Regions from separate parts of the Mus musculus genome. Here all the other regions are linked to region 1. A link is a contact called in public HiCAR-type and promoter capture Hi-C data. All regions are on one chromosome and are shown on one strand. The core of a region is the stretch at or near the end of the contact, and the rest is flanking DNA. Distances in the headings are between cores, read along the strand shown.

Region 1 (2,700 bases), core at 11-2,510:
ATTTTCTAGATTTAACAGGAAAAGTATGATAACAGCAACTTAATATTCTGGTTTTTAAAATAGTAAGTATATTTATTGAGGCTAACATCTGACATTTGGGTCAATATTTAATGTTAATCTACAGAGGCTAGAACCAACCAACCAAACATCTAAATGAAAATGACAGCTTCAAAGTCCAGGAACAGTAAACTAATCTAGACTGAGCAGTAGTTTCCACACTGTGTACTTCCAAATAGGACTCGCTCCTTTCCCAAATTCCCCATCCTATTGTTTAGGATGCAGAACCTTATCTAAATGAATTGGAGTCCTGTTTTCTAGTCTAGGACTCAGGCATGTAGCAGAATGCCCGTAACTGCAATTTTCAGAGTTTCAAGACTAGCCTTTGCCAGGTTCCAGCTAGGAAAGCGGCCTTAGAGGCGCAGGACCTCGGGCTATCTGTAACTAACTTTAAATCAACCTCATACTGAAAAACGGAACATAACAATTCCTTAAGGTTACTCTCAGCTGCACTGCCCTGGCCAGTGACCATGACTGAGTCACATTTCGCCAAGGATTCTAAACCTAATAATTCTAATGATAGAAAATAATAAATGAGCAGTGAAGGGAGACCCCTCTAGTACGCTCGTGTGCCTTTTTCACTTAAAGACTTGGCAGAAAGATTGGCGAAATGGGCCTGCCATTCAGTGATCTTTTTCTGAAGCTTCCTCTCCAAGCTGGAATGTAATCTCTCGTGTTCTCACAAGGACAGCCTTCAAATGAAAGGTGAAAACTCTCGGCTGAGTCCAGGTTGGGGTTTCTGTTTGCCTCCACTGCACACATCATCCTTTGTAAAAATCTAGATCGTCACACTTCTTTCAATACTTCTGTGCTACAAGTTTTAAGTGACTGGTTCCTGAAGTTTAAGCCTTGGCTAGAAAAATTGCTCAAGCCATCATCCAGCAGTCTTTTAGAGCTCTCGGTGTTTTGTACAAGTGTGTCTGTTGGAGGGGTCTTTCATCGTGAGAAAATCCTGGCACCTCAGGTTCTTCAGCTACCATAAAAATGTTTGTGAGGCAGGCCAGTCTCCAGCGCATAGCGTTCAAAGCGTCAACTCCAGAGACTCCTGCCCGGAGCCCTGCTTCCCCTTGCACACAACTTAGACGAATCTGGGCTCTGCACTCTCCTTCCTGCACCCAGAGGCGTCCAAAGCACACGCCCACCTTCCTCGAGCGCGATGCAGCACGCAGGCGCGGATCCGCTGAGACGTCACCTCTGCGACCAGTAGTGACGTCAGTACGCGCGCCCGACCGAAGTTTGTCCGGATTCTGCGGGCGGGAGTCCTGCCCCTTGGAGCTCATGGTGCGCTGCGGTTGCGCTTTGTTGAGAAAGGTTCGTGACGGGGGTCTCCCCAGCTTTGGTGTCTTCGCCGCTCTCCTCCTGGGTTGTCGTTCCTCGGTTCCCGTCTCCTGGGAGAAGATTGTGTCTCAGTGACACGCTGATGGCCGTTTGGGGTCCAGCTTTAGGGAATTCCTGTATTGTTCCCAAAGCACGTGAGAGGATAATTGGGGACCTGCCTGCGGTTTAGACCCGGCATTGCGGTGCACGTGCCGGCTTGTTTGTTTGTTTGGTTTGGTTCTCATTGTTTAAAAGAGAGTCCATAACCTGCTTTTATACATTTCTCCTCCTTTACACTGCTTTTGATATCTTTCTGAAGACTTTTCTGGAAGTCAGAATGTGTGTTTGCTGTGCCTCATATAGAGATTTTACGTCAATTTTTATGTAGTGCCTGTCTTAAAATCCACTTTTATAACAATCTGCAACCAACCGCTCAATTAAAAAAGAATCTCAGTGAGCTTAACTGGCAACGGTGTGTGAAAGCTAGAGGTCATGTACATAAGCTGTTGTTAGGAACAGCCATTATAAATGAGAGTCCTTAATAAATATGACAAATCTAGAAAATAAAGAAAAAGTCACATACTGAACACAGCTTTAAAAGCCCTTACCAGGAATATCTCAGGGTGGTCAACCTTCAGTTTGTTTTTGTTTTTTTTTAAACCCACAGATTTTTTTGATACCCAAAAGTACTGCAGATTACCAAAAACGTGAATATTAATTTAAACGATTGCTCTGTAATTTGAAAGCCTGGGATTATGACACACTGGCTTTATAAGAAGTTACCTACCTAGTGAGGGAAACTAAATGGAAAGTACCAGAGGATATAATCCAGTGTCCGAGGAAGCCTGAAAAGCCAGTCAGTGAGAGTGATGGGCCAAGGAGGCCTCAGATCATACAACCATAAGCCATAGTTTAGTTGTATTTGAGGATACATTGAAACTGACACCAGAAAATGGGTTTATGATAGAAAGAACAAATGATAATCTAAACAGAGGAGAAAGCATGAATAGAGTGGCAGGGAGAGTGGGCAGCTCAGAAAAGAACAGGAAGGCTCCAACAAATGACAGCTGTCCCGGTGAGATCCGGTGAGGGCTTTGAATCCAGCACTGTAAACTTTATTATTTCAGAAGCAGTAAAAACCCAAAGTCACGACTGTTTCTGAGTAAAGAGAGACATAGACATCGGGTTCACTTAAGGGGGAAAGAGATGCTCTTGGCTCATGGTGGCGGATGCATTAAGAAGGAATGATGAGACCCTGAAAGACCATTTGGAGTTCACAGTCAAGATTCTAAGAGGACAGAGGTCCTGGAAAGGAGTTAGGCTTCT
Region 2 (2,700 bases), core at 19-2,518, 2.4 Mb before region 1:
TGATGTACAAACAAAATAGCACAGGACATGCTGTTCTAAGGTTTCCGTTGTTGGCTTTACACCTCTCTGTCTCTGAGAAAGAATCCAGCTCACATATTCTGAACTGAATCCACTCTCTGAAGGCTGTGCCAGAAGGTAAGAAAAGCAAGCGTGTCCCTCAGGGCAGTGATATGATGGGCCTGTGTCCTGGACAGAGGGCCATTTAAAAGGTAGTTCCGGGGGTCACCTGCAGAGGGCAGCAGATCTGAATATAGGTCAGGCATAAGTTAGTTTCAAATATTAGGGGCTCTGATCATCAGGACCAACATCTAAAAGATGAAGAAGTCATGGGAAAGACCTAGCTGATAGTGTAACCAGAAAAACTGTGACTCTCTCTGAGAGCATTTTCCCAAAGGCATCTGTAGTGTGCTCTATGTGGCACAAAACCCAGAGAGGACAGAGCTACCTTAAGCACACATATGGCCACAGAGGTATTTAAAAGCATTTTGTGAATAGACCATGTGCATGGACATCAATATAAACAGCATATTCTAATATAAGTTGATACAGGGTATCTCTACATTATTGTGAAGCTTTTCTTCTCAACTTGTAATCACCATGTTAGAAAATGGTCGTGTTAGATAAAAATCTTACTTATTCTTCCTTCCAGAAAATAATGAAATGTTGCTTCTAGAATGTACTGTTTTTTCAAAGGCATTACTCCCTAGACGACCAAGTCTAAAGTTCTGAGTTTTCCCATGCTTGTGTTTCCTGCTGACCTCGTTTAGTTAATTTCAGATTCCCCAGTGCATTCGGGGGGCTGGAGGGGGTGTCAATAGATTCTCATGTCAGGATTTTATTTACTTCTTATCTCCACTTGACCAGGATTAAATAGTCAAGTTTTTTGTTTTGTTTTGTTTTGAAAGAGAATTTATCTAAAAAAAAAAAATAAAGCAAGATTGTTTTACAATGGTAGCACTGAACCAGAAAATTTTGTGTAATGGTGGGGTGATTCAATGAGTTAAAAATGTTTACCTGGTTTGCTTAGCTGCAGTTTCCCTAGTAGGTTATAGTAAGAGCGTGAACACTTGTCAGCGAGGCCTGCGTCTTCACACCACGAGCCATCCTAGATGAAAATGACTGACACTTTTAATTGTACTTTAAATTTATCTGGCTAACATCTGGGGCGTGACCTCAAATAAGGCGTCAAACAGAACAGAAGAGAACGTCAGGGCTAAGGACAGTTCTGGTCATGATTTGTGTCAGAGAAGAATTTGTAAACTCTTGAGCAATTTTTGTTGCGAAGACTTTTATTATCTTTTGACTTAGAAGTTTGAACAAACAAAACAGCTTCCTAGTGACAAAACGCAAAGCACACTAAACTCAAGCACATAAAAAAAAAAAAGAGCCACAATCACATTTTTACTTTCTAAAGCATGTAGTGAAGATATACTTAAAATAGTAATTAAGCTTTGGAATAGATATGATAACAGAAGTTTTCTTCCTGTGCGGGTTCTAGCCAGGATTCCAAATCTAATTTGAGAAATGTAAATACAATTATCTCTGTTACAACATCCGGTGGAGGTTTCTCATAGTCAGTGCTATTGACTTTAGGGTCAGATAGTTCTCTGTTTAGGTGCTGTTCTGTCCAGTGTGTCTATAGCATCTTTGCATTTCAGCCACTGGATGTTCAGGACTCCTCCAATACTGCTCTGTGTAAGCTGCAACAACCAACTATTTCTTAAGAAAGTGTCACATGCATTTAGATCGGCAGAGGGCCAAAACCCACCTCTAGTGAACACCTAGAATACTAATAGATTTACTGGGTAAGTATAGTATCAAAAAATTTTTAATTAATTTAATTTAATTTAATTTTATTTTACAGTCCAGTTGTTATCCACTTTCTGGTCCACTCTCCCACAGCTCCTTATTCCTTCCTTCCTACCCACCCCCCAACTCCACCCATCTCCAAGAGGATGTATGTGTGTATGGGGCCTCAGACCAGCTGGTGCATGCTGCCTGGTTGGTGGCTCAGTGTCTGAGAGACCACAGAGATTTGGGGTAGTTGAGACTGCTGGTCTTCCTATGAGGTCACCTTCCTCCTCAGCTTCTTCCAGCCTTTCCCTAATTCAACCACAGGGGTTCCCAACTTCAGTCCACTGGTTGGGTGTTAGTGTCTGCTTCTGTTTCAGTCAGCAGCTTGTTGGGCCTCTTGGAGGGCAGTCATGCTAGGCTCCTGTCTGTAAGCACACCATCAGCAATAGTGTCAGGCCTTGGAGCCTCCCCTTGAGATGGATTCCAATTTGGGCCTGTCACTGGACTGCCTTTCCCTCAGTTTCTTCTTCATTTTTGTCCCTGCAGTTCTTTTAGGCAGGGACAATTCTGGGTTGGAGTTTTTGACTGTGGAATGGCAATCACATTTCTCCTTACTGTTGGGCATTTCATCTAAGGTCCCTCCCCTTGAGTCTTGAGAGTCTCTCACCTTCCAGGTCTCTGGCACATTCTAGAGGGTCCCCCTACCTCTCACTCCCCAAGGTGCATAGTATTAAAATTTAAAAGCAAAACTTACCTGTGAAGAGAGGAGTGGTGGCAACTACTCAGTCCTTCTAGGGTTGAGGCAGAAGTATGGTGAGTTTGAGGGCAGCTGAGCTGTACAGTTGCACCCCATTTCAAAGCAAACCAACAACCAATAAGCCAACCAACAAAAATATACTCTGGAAA
Region 3 (2,769 bases), core at 42-2,541, 2.8 Mb before region 1:
TAAAGCTCAAGTTCTAATTATGTTAATATGTGTGTTATTATTATTTCATCCTGGTGAGCCTCTAACATTTGAGAGGGGCAGTGTCTTATTTAGGGCTTTATTGCTGTGAACAGACACCATGACCAAGGCAACTCTTATAAGGACAATATTTGCTTGGAGTTGGCTTACAGGTTCAGAGGTTCAGTCCATTATCAAGATGGGAGCATGGCAGTGTGGAGGCAGGCATATGGCAGGAGGAGCTGAAGGAGCTGAGAGTTCTATGACTTCATCTGAAGGCTACTAGGAGAAGACTGGCTTCCAGGCAGCTAGGAGGAGGGGGTTAAAGCCTACACCCACAGCGGTACACCTATTCCAACAAGGCTACACTTTTGAATAGTGCCACTCCCTAGGTAGGGAAAGCGGCCTGACAAAGTCGTTTTCCTTATCTATTACTGGTGCAGGTTTGAAGCTGACAGATATAGGAGGAAGCAAACATATCACAGAGTATCCGGCTGACTCACTCTTCACAAGTCTTCCTAGACCTCTGGGAGACATCTGATTCTCCTGGAGTTGGGTTAACCACTCTCCCTTAGGTATCAAAATTAAAATGAAATCAAATGTCAATTCAAAAAAAGGCGTGGAGAATGGACAGAGATGTCTCAGAGGTTTAAAACACTAAGTGTTCCTCCAGAGAAAATGAGTTGGATTCCCAGAACCCACAAAACCTTCTGTAACCCCAGTCCTAGGGACCCAACATTCTCTTTGGGCCTCCAACCATAGACACTGCATACACATGGCAGGTGCACAGACACACCTGTCAGCAAAATACTTCATAGGAATAAAAGCATTGAAAACCGCCTTGGGAAAATTCTTACCAAAAAGGCTTTTCTTAATTGCACCTCACAATGTGTGACTCACGCCCAGCACACAGTAGGCCCTCAGTCCAGATCTGTGGCAAAATTGACTTGTCCTGCACTCAAGGCATGGTCTCTTGGAAACACAAGAAATAGTAGTAGCTCGTGAGCAACCCTGTGGCTCTTCGCAGAACTTGGGGGCGAATTCGGGGTGCGGCCACTGTGCAGGTGACCTCCATCACCTCTCCTCCTTTGGTGTGCAGTCTACTTCTTGGGTTTTGGGTGGCTATGGTAGCGTCGCCTTAGAGACCAGCTAGCTGTGCGGGGAGGGAACTACATTTCCCAGCTACTCTGGTGCGCGCGGCCGGGTGCGGCGCGTGGGGCAAGTGCACCACCAGGGCCCTGCGCACCCGGCTCTTTCCCCCCGCTGTGCTGGCCACCAGCCCGGGCCTCCGCCTGGGGATGAGGTGGGAGGCGCTAGAAGCCACTTAGCTACAGGCTGGCGCCCGAAGCGGCGCTCGCTCGCTGCCCCCGCCACCGAAGCGCTCGCCAGGCACAATGCAGCACTGAGGCCACGGAGGCTGCGGTAGCGGCTCGAGCTGGGAAGGGGCGGTTGGGAGGCCGAGCCCCAGGCCCGGGCAAGAGCAGCTGAGCGCCGCCACCATGCAGGCAGCGGCGGCCGCGTCCTTCTGGCTGCTCTGCGTCTTGGGGACCTGCCCCCTGGCGCGCTGCGGTCGGGCAGGTAAGTTCGCATTTGCCGGGGTTTCCAGGACTCTTTGGAGCCTGGAGGACCCTCTAAAAGCCGCACCCGCATTTCCACAGTGCGCCGTCGTTTATTTTTTATTTTTATTTTTTGAAGGTCGGCGAGGAAGGGGTGTAAGCACACATGTGTGGGGGACCCGAGGATGCATCAGCAATCTGGGGTCAAATGCTTTTTTTTTTTTTTTTTTTCTCTTTCCTCCTGCAAAAGAAGAGTCTCCTTCAGGAAAACGGGAAAGGGGTGCCCTGTTTCTGGGCCCAGAGATGCTCTCGAAAGAGCTGGTTCCAGGGCTTTCCAGCTGGTGTCTCTGCGTCCTTCCCAGTTAGGTCCAGGAGGGAGGAGGCGGGGAATAAGGTGATGAGGAGTGCAGGATGGAGGACTGTGGGTCAGGGTCATTATTTTTTGCTGTTTCTCTCTACTCCCTCCTTCCCTCCTTCCCTCCTTCCCTCCTTCCCTCCTTCCCTCCTTCCTGCCTGCCTGCCTGCCTGCCTGCAAGGAGTCGCCTCACTGAAAGGACTGGAGAGGGGGAAAGAAAACCGCTTCCTGGAGCGCCAGAGCATCATACCACTGCGCCTCATCTATCGCTTGGGCGGCGAGGATGAAACTCAGCACAACCAGCTCGACACGCGGGTGCGGGGCGACCCTGGCGGACCGCAGGTGAGTGGCGGGGTTCGGGAGATGGTCCTCCACACTGCCCAGGGACCCCGCGTTTGCTTAGGGTTGCCCTGGAAATGCGGTGTACCGGGTGAAAAGAGCACAGTCCTAATTTGATTCCTGCATGATACTCTTGGTGTAAGTGCAAAAAGGAGGAAAAAAGGAACCAAAAGAAGGGTAGGCCAATGTTTTGCAGACGTGCTAGGGGGTAGGGGTGGCATTGGATGCTCCTAGTAGCCCTGTAACCTGAGCTAGGGACAAGAGGCACAGACCCTATCTCCTTAGTCAAGTGAAAACTGCACGGGGTAGGAGGAGTCTATTTAGGCAGGATATGCATCACCATCTTTGTTGTTTTAACTCTGAGAGAAAACATTATAAACCAGGATGATTATTGTAGAAAGAAGAGAGGAGAAGAAAACTAGGCTGCTCTAAGAAACCAAACTAAAATAAACAACATCTCAAAATCCCCTGGTCACTCAGATTTGTGAACACCAGAGACATGCCCATTCAGTCCTAACCTAA
Region 4 (2,700 bases), core at 26-2,525, 2.5 Mb before region 1:
GTGGTCTACTAACATATAATGGGTACTGTAGAAAGGATAAGCAAGAAGTAGTGGTCTACTAACATATAATGGGTACTGTAGAAAGGATAAGCGAGAAGTAGTGGTCTACTAACATATAATGGGTACTGTAGAAAGGATAAGCGAGAAGTAGTGGTCTACTAACATATAATGGGTACTGTAGAAAGGATAAGTGAGAAGTAGTGGTCTACTAACATATAATGGGTACTGTAGAAAGGATAAGTGAGAAGTAGTGGTCTACTAACATATAATGGGTACTGTAGAAAGGATAAGTGAGAAGTAGTGGTCTACTAACATATAATGGGTACTGTAGAAAGGATAAGTGTTCAGACAGTGAAGGATGTCCAAAACTCTCAAGAAAGCTGTGAGGAAATTGATCATGTGTTACCGGCATTTACCATGTTAGGGAAGTTACTTCTATTCCTTGTGGGGTTTTAAGGTGACTGCTAAGAAGTAATACCAGCGTTCTGGATACTTTTAGGGTGAAGTCACTTTTACAGTGTGGCCAGAATGGTGAAGGAAGAAGTATCCTAGAACTATATTAAACTGGGACTTTTCTAACTCCACATCTGATTCCATTATTTTTGTGATACCTCTGTCAGTCAAGGTTGGAGCTAGTTTTAGAAACTAGTTTAGTGGAATTTTCCCCCCTAGTTATTGTATGGAGAGCTAGAAAAAGATCACTCAGGGTGAAAGTAAAATCCACGCTTTATTTGTATCAACTGAGCAATCCTTTTCAGATTTGTAATCTATGAGTATAAGTTATCCAAATGATGTAGGAGAGGATGTTTAGTCAGAAGCAACATTTTAACATTTCAACACCATAGGAATCAATATTATCAAGGGAACGTCTGAAAAGGGGATGTGAGGCTTAAAGCTTGGTATCTGCAGACAGACAGTCAGGGTAACTAACAGAAACTGAATTGGAAAGGGACTTAGGAACTTATGCTTGTTGGAGACTTATTGATGTGTACCTGTCGGAAATCCTTAGTCTGTCCCTAGCTTTTGACACCTCCACCTATAGCATGAGCGAAAGTGATCAAGATTTGGATGCATTTGGCTGTTTGAGGCCATGCATTAAATGATTTGATTGGCTGTAGGCAGAGTTGTCTGGGGGTTGGGGGTATTGAAGGTGTCTTTCCAGTTCTTGTAGGAGAGGTAGTGAGACTTCCTGACTCATTTATAAAGAGACAAATGGCTTCAATTTCTGCAGCCCAGGTTAAGCAGATGGTCCTGCCTTTCCCTCCTGCTATGGTGGAGATAGCCAACTGTGGCCACCATCTGTCATAGATGCTTTTCCATAGTCCTCCAAGAAGCTCAGCTACTCTTCAACCCTTTCTTCCTCTAATACATTCCTTAACACATTCTGCTGTCTGGTATAAAGTTATAGTTTTGATTCAAGTTTGATTCGTTTAAACTTCCTTTAAATAATGAAGCTGCAAACTGAACACCAAATTCCAATGAGGTTTGATTTGGATTTAATTATAGAATACCAATAAGCAATGCAGTCTTTCAAAACCAAATCAAGGTGATAGTGTATTTCAAATGATAAAGAATTTATTCATCACATTTGAAAAAAATGCCCTGCTTTATTGGAGCAAGGAATGTACAAACACATCTTCAATATCATTTTAAGAGACAGAAGCTATTGTAGTTAACATCTCTAGGTAGAATGAGGTCGCATTGAAAATAACTCATCTTTCCATATTTCTCCTGAAAAAAAAAAAAAAGGCTTTGTTCACCCACCCTACAAAGTCTCCATGATTACATTTCTGACCTCCACAGCTGGAATGAGTTGAACTTGTCGCATTGATTAATAACCTCATGTGTTATAGATTTGATCATGTAGACCATTATCCCTCCCCTCCCTTTTTCTTGAAATAATATTTGTATATGTCTGTGTTCATGTGTGTGTCTTGTTTTCTGACTCTGAAATGTTTATTATGCCTTAGACAGTTACCCCAGGGAGATTATGTAAAAAAGCCTGGCGATGGCGACTCTTTTTATAGCGACTTTCCTCCCGGAGGCAGCACAAACTCAGCATCTAGTTCTAAGAAGAGGTCTGCTTTTCTGTCGCATTTTCAGATTTCCACCTGTTCCATCACACATTATTCCATTAGTCAGAACATTTCATTATTTTGCAGCAGGTTTGATTACTTCTTCCTTCTTTCTTGAATGTTAAAATAGTATCCCTTGTTCTTTGATTGCTTTACTTCAAAATGTCATATGCTCAGAACCTGTGTTTTATTAAAAAAAAAAAATTAGGCCACAGAATTGAAACAAAATAAAATGACTCGAAATCCAGGGAGAAACCCCAGGGTTTTTCCGATCATGTTGCACATGGCTCAAGAAACTAAGCATTGTATTGAAAATATTTTCACATGGTGAGCTTTATGTCATGCTTGGTAGTCAAAGAAAAAGGGTACTGTCATGCTTCAATAAAGGCAATTAAGATAAATTGGCAATATAAGTGCTGCATTGAATAGTATTTAATTTTTGTATATTTCAAAGCTAAGCTTGCTGTGAAAAAAGATTGCTTCTCTGTGAATCATATATTTTAATATTATGATTTTTCTGCAATGTAGACTTTATAACTTTCATCTTAGTTAAAAAATTAAGTATGATTGATATTTGCCCAAGTTTTATAATAGTATAGGTAGGATTACTATATCATTTATGTCT
Region 5 (2,700 bases), core at 145-2,644, 2.4 Mb before region 1:
TTGCATTGAATCTGTAGATTGCTTTTGGTAGAATGGCCACTTTCAGTATGTTAACACTACTGATCCATGAGCATGGGAGGTCTTTCCATCTTCTGATAGCTTCCTCAAATTCTTTCTTCAGAGACTTGAAGTTCTTGTCATACGGGCCTTTCCCTTGCTTGAGTAGAGTTACTCCAAAATACATTAAATGATTTGTGCCTACTATAAGGTGTGTTGTCTTCCTAACTTGTCTCTTACTCTGTTTTTGTTTGTATAAAGCAGGGCTACAAATGTTTCTTTTTGAGTTAATTTTGTATCCAGCCATCTTGATGAAGGTGTTTCTCAGCGGTAGGAGTTCTCTGGTAGAATTTTGGGTTGGATGCTTTGACTTCTTCCATTACAATTCGTGTCCCCTTGATTTCCTTAGTTGACTTATTGCTCTAGCGAGAACTTCAAGTATTGTGTTGAATAGATATGGAGAGAGCAAACAGCTTCGTCTCATTACCAATTTTAGTGGAGTTGTTTTAAGTTTTTCTCCATTTAACTTGATGTTGGATATTGGCTTGCTGTATATTGCTTTTATTGTATTTAGGTATGTGCCTTGTATCCCTAATTTCTCTTAAGACTTCTAGCATGAAGGATGTTGGATTTTGTCAAAGGCCTTTTCAGCATTTAATGAGATGATCACATGATTTTTTTCTTTCAGTCTATTTATGTGAAGGATTCATTGATGTATTTCCGTATATTGAACCATATCTACATCCCTGGAATAAAACCTACTTGATCATGATGGATGGTATTTTTGATGTGTTCCTGGATTTGGTCTGAGAGTATTTAATTGAGTATTTTTACATCAATGTTCATATGAGAAGTTGGTCTGATGTTCTCTTTCTTGGTCATATCTTTGCCTGCTTTGTGTATCAGGGGGACTGTGGCTTCTCAGGATGAGTTTGGCGGTGTTCTTTCTGTTCCTCTTTTGTGTAATAATTTGAGGGTTATTGGTGTTAGCTCTTTCTTGAAAATAGGTATAATTCTATGGCAAACCCATCTGACCTTGGGGCTTTTAATTTTTTTTTATTTTTAATTTTTTGGTTGGGAGACTTTTAATGACTCCTTCTATTTCCTTAGGGCTGTTTAAATAGTTTACTTGACCATGATTTAACTTTAGTGTTATCTGTCTAGAAAACAATCAAATTCGTTAAGATTTTCAATTTTGTGGAGAGCGGGCTTTTGAAGAAAGCTTTAGGAAATTTTTTGAAATTCCCTAAAGGTTGGGCTGCTGGTGTTGCAGTTACAAATCCTGTCCATTAGGTGGCAGAAGAACACCATATTTGAATATTTTTAAATTGTTCATAATCTTTCCCCCCATTTGCAGGAGGTTACAGTGTCTGGAGGAGCTCCTTCATGTCTGAGGGAAGCATTTTAACTGATGCCAAGTGTTTCTGAAAAAGTAGAGGGCTAATATGATGCAGATGTGCTGCCAATGCCGCCCCGAACTGGAAAACTGGAAGGAATGATTGCCTGCTTTGCCTCACCTTTCACACCTTGAGCTCCTAGCAACAAAGTAAACTAGGAAGGCAGAGGGCAAACGAGTCTGGGGAATTCATGCTGTAAAGTCCCAGCACAGACCTGAGTAAGGAAGAGAGAGGCTTGGTGATGACAGAACAGGGTATGTCTGTCACATGATTCAGGTAGGAAGGGGATGCTGGTTGGGGTCCTGGTATAATTGAGGAGAAATTGACAATGATTATCGTTTTAAAAATTAAATTAGATATGCATGCTACTAAAGACAATCGTGAACTGGTATCACCTTCATCGACACAGGGCAGCACGTTCTATTCTAGTATGTAGATGCAGGCAGGAACAGACAGCGCTTAGGCAACTGAGAGGCTCAGCTGGTGAAGCCAGGACATGAGTTTGAGCCCCAGAACCCACCAAAGAATGGATGGTGGGCAGAGCGAACTGATTCCAGATCACGTATGCTTCCTCTCTCTACCCCCGCGTCACAGAAAAGCAAATGTGGGTTATTCTCACTGGAAAGCATGGATTCATCTATCGCTGTGTATAGACGACATGACCGAGGTATATATAAATCCCTGAAGATTCAGTTAAGACATCGTTAAAATTGGTAAATTCAGTTATATTACAGAATATAAGATCAACACATAACAGTTAGTAGAATTTCTACTACACAACTGAAAAATAAATCAAAACTAACTAAGCAAAGTATTTGGGATAAATTTATTCAAAAAGGTGAAAAGAACTTTGTAATGAAACTATAAAGTACTGATGAAAGATTTGAAGAGGACACACACACATACACACTCACACATATATGCTCACATATACCACAGTACACACTCACACAGACTACACAGACACCATACTCCCCCACTACAGACACACACACACACATACACTCACACACTCACACCACACACACTCACATACATACCTCACATACATACATATATACATACACACATATACCACACACACATGTATCCTCACATACAACACATACACACACCACGCATATACACATACTCACACATACCACATACTCACATATAACACACACACTCACATACATATACATACCCATATATACACATACCACACACAAACACATGCAACTCACACATATCACACATACTACACACACCACAAATACAAACACTCACACACTCACACTCATACACATACCCCATACCCATACAC
Region 6 (2,700 bases), core at 45-2,544, 2.9 Mb before region 1:
CTGCCTCATCCCCTGACTCTCCACTTCATCTCACAAGCTCTACTCCAAGGCATTCCCCCTTCCCTCGTGGCTTTAATTCTACTCTGTATTAGTGCTTCTCAAACATTTGAACCAGTTTACAAACATGGAAATTCTGTTTCCTTTCCGTAGTTTACGCTTTGAAAATTGAATCCTCTCCTCATTTTTAAAAAATGTTTGCTCCTCCTTCTCAAGGTCTGTTAAGCACATGTATATTAATTCAAATTCATCAGTACAATGTCTCAACATATTTCCCTTTCTGGCTCCCTCCTCCGGACATTTCTTGAGATTACAAATTAGCTCCGACTGTCTAAAGCAGTTTAATACAGATAGACAGTTCGATGACTGTCGCTCCAGCCTCCGTCCATAACCTGTTTAAAACAAAATCATTTCTTTTAGCAATGCTAATCCAACTTGATGTTGTCTTTGGCGAATAGTCTCACAATTCACCTGTCTGTGCCTGAATATACTTATTTGTACTGACTGTCTTGAGGGTACTCCATCAAAAATCAATACTATAAGGAGTGTCTATTATAGCCAGGAGTTAAGAAATGCAGAACAGTACAAAGCATAACGTCTGTATGGGTGAGAGCAGAAGTATACTCCAAACAAGTTTTGTGAGGCATTTTCTCATTTACAAAGCAAAATTAAAACAAATCACGTACGCCTGAATTTCGTCTTGACCATAATCCCGTATTCCCGTTTTACAGATGAAAAACCCTGAGACTTCATTTTCCACTCTTTTATTGCTACAAAAAGGACAATTATACACACAGAGAGAAAGAACAGGTCTGTACAGAACAAAGTACCCAAAGGGCTGCGAGAGTCGGATCCGGCGGGTGGACCCCGGCCCCGCCGCCACCGCGGCCACCCGGGACCTTTGCGGCCCGTCTGCAAGGTCGGCGGGAGCCCAGGGCCGGCCCCGCGTCCCACACAGGGTTAACTGGAGTACCTGGTGGCGAGGCGACTGCAAGGCCCGGGTCTCAGCCAGCCTAGCAGGTGATGTCGACCACGAGGTGAAGCCTCCGAGGCTAACCGCGTCCACCGCCCTGGCTGCCCCACACTCCAAGTATGCAGAGCGGAGCCGGAACTCGAGGAGGACGCGGGAGAGCCGGGTCTGAGGCCCCGCGGGCTGGCGCGCCGGGGGCGTGGTCAGCATCCGGGGGCGGGGCCCGCGGGGCGCGAGGCGGGGCAGGTGGAGCCTGCGCGAGGCCGGCCCCGGCGTAGGAAGGGCGGGGAGCGCGTCTGGGCGCCGCGGTCGCGTGACGCGTTTTCAAATCTTTAACCGCCGCGGCTCCCGGGTCTGAGCTACAGCCTCTTCCTGCTCCGAGCCTCCGCGCCGGAACCGGCCCTCAAGCGCGGCCCGGCGCCGAGGCCGAGGCCGGAGCCGGGGCCGGGGAGGCCCTGGGAGCTTTGTGTTCGCGGCCGTTCCATGCGGCCCCCGGTGCGGACCCAGCATGTAGGTGCCTGGTGGCTGCCATGAACCTCGAGACCATGAGGATCCACAGCAAAGCACCTCTCCCGGGTATGGAGCCCCTCCCCCGCCGCGGTCCCTTTAATCGTTTCCTGCCTGGCTGGTTCCACGGAGGGTTCTAGAGAGTCTTCCTGCGGAGGGCCTCTTGCCGCTTTTGCGTTTCTGTGGGTTCTCGGCGCCCGCGAGGCGTTCGGTGTTGGTCTCCGTGAGGGACCGACGCTGGCCGGGCCCCTCATGCTCTCCCCGCCTCGGCCGCGAGCGACCCGGCATTCCCGGGGCTGCAGGCTTCAGACAATGCGCGGGTCCCCGACGGCCCCACGGAGGAGGCGCCCACGCCCATTTGTGACTGTTCCCGTCACTCGTGAGGGAGACGGAGAGGTGTATGTGTGTGTGTTTCAACCTCATAGACAAAAGCAGATTTCAATCTCAATGTTTAATATAAAAAATTTTCATTATAGGGAAAATTCCTAAGAGGTGCATGTGTGTCTAGTAACTAAGTACTAAAGTGCAGGTTGTCTTCGAAAGTTTAAAGAAGATGTTTGATTCTCATCTGCTTTTAAAATAAAAGATGGATGGCATAGTCCTTAGTGGGCTTAGGTTCTTAATATGTAAACAAAGTGCATGAACTCCCTCGTCTAGTTCTTTTAAGTACTAGACAAACTATGAAACCAAAATGCCAGCATTTAGTAACCCCTAAGAATTAGGTTGTTTATTCTAGATGAGTGTGTGTGGCTACCTAGGTAAATAAGCTTTAAATATTTGAAACACCTGTGTTGGGTTTTCACCGACCTGTTAATTACCCACATGACGTTTACACCATGAGAAGGTAAGTTTTCCAGAACAGCTCTATAGAATTCCTGCTTCATACACGGAACAGGAGTAAATAATAACTATTTTCTGCTGATTCAGCTCTTGTTCTCCAGTATAGAGTTTTGTGGAAACCATACAGGACAGTTTGCCTTCATCCTAAGTGGTAATATTAGGGAAAACATTTAGATTCTAATGACTTAATTTGTTATGACTAGTAATGTTTCCTTTCTGCAATAAAGCTGTTGAACATTTTTTGTAAAATAAATTAAAAATTTGTCTGCATAAAATGTTGCCTGATTCTTTTGTAATCACAGGTGGCATCCAAGACAGAAATGAAAAGAATCGACCATCCTTGAAATCCCTGAAGGCTGATAATAGACTGGAAAAATCCAAATATA
Region 7 (2,700 bases), core at 90-2,589, 2.8 Mb before region 1:
CATCATTCTGAAATATATGTGAAGACTAGTGATTTTAATGTGTTTATTCTGTATCTATTATTTTGTTTTTATACCCACAAAGACAATATTCTATGCTTGCATTATTCATGATGGTTAAAGTTTTAAAACCTGGGGACAAATTTTGTGATTTTGGATTTCAGTTTAGTTGACAAAATCATTAATAAATAGAAGCTTTGAATTAGATGACCATGCTAATGATGATTTGAGTACTTGCCCTTTTTTTCTACAATTTAGAGAAGTTCATATTTCTTTTATCAGGATAAATACAATTTTAATTACTTGTGGTCGGTGGGGGAATAAAGCAGGGGTGAGATAGGAAAGAAGAGACCTGGGCTTCATTTTCACCATAGCAGGAAGGACAGCGGCCAATTCCTCTGTTTCCCACTCATTTGCGTTTAGCCTCCTGGTCCAGTCATTAAGGTTGCATTGTTGTGTCTTACAAATGCTTCTATCTTCTGAGAATTAGGAGAACTGCTACATTTCCTGTGACATCCTCAAGAAAAATCGAAAAGAGCTTAATACTTGGACACCTGCCTGTCTTTTGGTTCAAAGGGTAAAGACACATATAGAAAAAGAATGTAGAAGCCATTGGCCAACACTGGCCAGGAGCATGAAAAGCAGTAGAAATCCAAAAAAACTACCTTTCAGCAATGAGGAATCTCTTCTTGCTCAGAAACCTCGCATGCCACGGACTCTCAGAGAGAGGATGACCCTCCTGGTCCTATGGGTCTGTGTGCTGTACTTCAAATGGGAGGATGAGATTTTAAGGCTCAAGGCTTGACTTGATGCATGGTACTCTGTCACCTAAAGACTTTGTTTTTAAGACCAAGTTTCTAGTGTTGTAGATAGTGTGTGGGGGACTCCTCTCCACCCCCATCCTTACTGTCTGTAATACACTTTATTTATCAGTGGATCGGCCCTAAGCAGTCTAGCCCTTGGCTGAAATGTTAACAAGTGGAAATATTCAGAGATGGGCACTTTGGATGTGCCTCTTAGGAAAAAGCCAAGTGCATGACAGCATTGTGACTCAAAAGACCTAGATGTGGGCAGTAGCTCTGTGATGAGTTATGCAATGTTCTCCGTGTTGCATAATCTCTGGAAGTGAGTCTTCTTGACTTTAAAATGGCAAATGCTCTGCTTGAACTGACAGAGAACTTATGTAAAGATAATGTATGTTATCAGCTTTCCTAGGTAGTTGCAGATGATGCTTATTGATATCTGGCAACACTTTAAATCAAACTCACAAGGGAAGGGAGAAAGGACTGAGTCCTGTGAGTCATGTCCCAGGGAGTTCTGCTTGTTTTGGTTTGCAGCCTGCGATTCTGATTTCTGTCTAGCTCTCTCTCATTTCTGCTGTGTTCTGTCTTTTTTTCTAACTCGCTGTGTATGTGTGCCTTCAAGTTCAGCTGAGGGGGAAGGAATGCCTGTATTTGCTTCATTATCTCAGTGAGTCTTATTGGCTTCATCCCACTCCAGAAGAGTCACAGGCTCATCACTAAACCTGATACTGTAACCTTGCAGTACCTTGGGGCTCTTGTAGACCAGCCTGAATTTGGGTGTGGAATCTGCCTTTCCCAACCCACAGATGCTGAATTGGGCAGGGATGACTTCCTAAAGGACATTTAGGGTGTATATTACAGCATCAAAGAATGGCTAGTGAACAAGTCATTTTTATTTTATTTTTGTCTGTGAAGAAAATATGCCTATGATCTAAAAAGATAGTCAAGAAATAGCTGAGCAATGTGCACAACAAATGAAGAAAGGACTACATTTTCTTTAAAAAAAATTAACCACTTTATTTTGTATTTTGAAGATCTTTGCCATAAATTTATATTGTAGGAAAAAACTCTAGTAGCTTATTTTTCAGATTATATCAGGAAGGAAGGTAGGACGTACGGCCCAATATTGATCACATGTCTAGGATTACGGAATCCAGAGGCTCTAGGAACCAAATGTTTGGCATGTTTATAACATTTTATTGTGGTGATGTGCACTGTGAGAAGCATCATCTTGAGTGCAGTGTAGTTATTCATGCGTTTTCATCATCACAGTCATGCATCTCTAGAACGTCTTTCACTTTGTAGAACTGAACTTAGAAAAGAAAGAGAAAAATTTCTATTATGTGACTAAAACAGATTATAACAGCCAAGAGCATCAAACTCCATTCATTTAGATGACTCTGTGTGTGTGCATGAGTGCGTGTTTGTGTGTGTGTGTTTGTGTGTGTGTGTGTGTGTGTGTGTGTGTGTGAGAGAGAGAGAGAGAGAGAGAGAGAGAGACAGAGACAGAGACAGAGACAGAGACACTTGGGTTTGAACCTGGGACCTTGAGTATGCTCATCAGCTCCTTTATGTTGGATCTTTATCCTAGGCTGGGCCTGAGTTACTGTAATACAAGCAGACCGTGGACTATGGTACTCTTCCTTTAGCCTCCCAAGTAGCTGGAATTACAGGCCTGTTCCCCCGGGGCTGGCTAGATGACTATTTTATGAGATCATTTTTCACTTGTTTCTTGATCTTAGCCCAACACATTATTCATTCCATAGGAGGTTGGGCTGGAAAAAAAGTAACAGCATCAGAGAAACACCATCCTAGGTGAAATGAGGGCATGCAAACCTGGGAGGCGTAGGAGCCTTTGGTTAGAACCTGCAGCTCTTTGTCAGGAATGTGCACGTCATTG

The links. Promoter capture Hi-C pulls out the DNA fragments that hold promoters and counts their contacts. HiCAR-type assays count read pairs that join an accessible place to other places.
Region 2: a contact with region 1 is called in a promoter capture Hi-C map of liver, with 8 times the contacts expected there. The contact joins the enhancer-like site here to the promoter of Gtpbp10 in region 1. A contact is called at or near these places in 11 of 39 promoter capture datasets (the 3T3-L1 cell line, 3T3-L1-derived adipocytes, the C10 cell line and 7 more).
Region 3: a HiCAR-type map of astrocytes shows a contact between it and region 1, with 8 times the contacts expected there. The contact joins the promoter of Adam22 here to the promoter of Gtpbp10 in region 1. A contact is called at or near these places in 8 of 39 promoter capture datasets (cranial neural crest, embryonic stem cells, frontonasal cranial neural crest and 5 more), 2 of 115 datasets of contacts at active chromatin or transcription factors (astrocytes and embryonic stem cells) and 1 of 9 other capture datasets (liver).
Region 4: a contact with region 1 is called in a promoter capture Hi-C map of second pharyngeal arch cranial neural crest, with 8 times the contacts expected there. The contact joins the enhancer-like site here to the promoter of Gtpbp10 in region 1. A contact is called at or near these places in 15 of 39 promoter capture datasets (the 3T3-L1 cell line, the C10 cell line, cranial neural crest and 9 more).
Region 5: a promoter capture Hi-C map of second pharyngeal arch cranial neural crest shows a contact between it and region 1. The contact joins the enhancer-like site here to the promoter of Gtpbp10 in region 1. A contact is called at or near these places in 21 of 39 promoter capture datasets (the 3T3-L1 cell line, 3T3-L1-derived adipocytes, the C10 cell line and 13 more), 1 of 115 datasets of contacts at active chromatin or transcription factors (embryonic stem cells) and 1 of 9 other capture datasets (liver).
Region 6: a promoter capture Hi-C map of pre-B cells shows a contact between it and region 1. The contact joins the promoter of Dbf4 here to the promoter of Gtpbp10 in region 1. A contact is called at or near these places in 12 of 39 promoter capture datasets (the 3T3-L1 cell line, 3T3-L1-derived adipocytes, the HPC-7 cell line and 7 more), 1 of 484 Hi-C or Micro-C datasets (embryonic stem cells), 9 of 115 datasets of contacts at active chromatin or transcription factors (astrocytes, embryonic stem cells, epiblast stem cells and 3 more) and 3 of 9 other capture datasets (adipose tissue, embryonic stem cells and liver).
Region 7: a contact with region 1 is called in a promoter capture Hi-C map of hippocampal neurons, with 8 times the contacts expected there. The contact joins the enhancer-like site here to the promoter of Gtpbp10 in region 1. A contact is called at or near these places in 8 of 39 promoter capture datasets (cranial neural crest, embryonic stem cells, hippocampal neurons and 4 more) and 1 of 115 datasets of contacts at active chromatin or transcription factors (stem cell-derived neural progenitor cells).

The regions. Positions count from the first base shown.
Region 1 is chr5:5,558,101-5,560,800 of GRCm38.p6, reverse strand. Gtpbp10 (GTP-binding protein 10 (putative)) reads left to right here and starts at 1,260. Exons shown (of 10, transcript NM_153116.2): 1 at 1,260-1,368. The coding sequence starts at 1,336.
Region 2 is chr5:7,909,704-7,912,403 of GRCm38.p6, reverse strand. No RefSeq gene overlaps it. Among named protein-coding and RNA genes, the nearest start is that of Gm30835, 49 kb to the left of the region's middle. Within about 2 kb of position 1,268, at least 3 of the 459 cell types and tissues checked have an H3K27ac peak or open chromatin away from gene starts, as enhancers often do. A contact at or near this core is called in liver, where this site is marked.
Region 3 is chr5:8,366,682-8,369,450 of GRCm38.p6, reverse strand. Adam22 (a disintegrin and metallopeptidase domain 22) reads left to right here and starts at 1,291. Exons shown (of 31, transcript NM_001310440.1): 1 at 1,291-1,575; 2 at 2,090-2,250. The coding sequence starts at 1,497.
Region 4 is chr5:8,094,451-8,097,150 of GRCm38.p6, reverse strand. It overlaps Adam22 (a disintegrin and metallopeptidase domain 22), which reads left to right. Exons shown (of 31, transcript NM_001310440.1): 27 at 1,971-2,078. Among named protein-coding and RNA genes, the nearest start is that of Sri, 39 kb to the right of the region's middle. Within about 2 kb of position 1,275, at least 5 of the 459 cell types and tissues checked have an H3K27ac peak or open chromatin away from gene starts, as enhancers often do. A contact at or near this core is called in second pharyngeal arch cranial neural crest, where this site is marked.
Region 5 is chr5:7,995,500-7,998,199 of GRCm38.p6, reverse strand. No RefSeq gene overlaps it. Among named protein-coding and RNA genes, the nearest start is that of Steap4, 36 kb to the right of the region's middle. Within about 2 kb of position 1,394, at least 15 of the 459 cell types and tissues checked have an H3K27ac peak or open chromatin away from gene starts, as enhancers often do. A contact at or near this core is called in neutrophils and second pharyngeal arch cranial neural crest, where this site is marked.
Region 6 is chr5:8,421,310-8,424,009 of GRCm38.p6, reverse strand. Dbf4 (DBF4 zinc finger) reads left to right here and starts at 1,294. Exons shown (of 12, transcript NM_013726.3): 1 at 1,294-1,543; 2 at 2,617-2,700. The coding sequence starts at 1,498. It overlaps Slc25a40 (solute carrier family 25, member 40), which reads right to left and starts at 1,172. Exons shown (of 12, transcript NM_178766.5): 1 at 971-1,172.
Region 7 is chr5:8,310,905-8,313,604 of GRCm38.p6, reverse strand. The region is part of intron 3 of Adam22 (a disintegrin and metallopeptidase domain 22); the gene reads left to right. Among named protein-coding and RNA genes, the nearest start is that of Adam22, 56 kb to the left of the region's middle. Within about 2 kb of position 1,339, at least 39 of the 459 cell types and tissues checked have an H3K27ac peak or open chromatin away from gene starts, as enhancers often do. A contact at or near this core is called in hippocampal neurons, where this site is marked.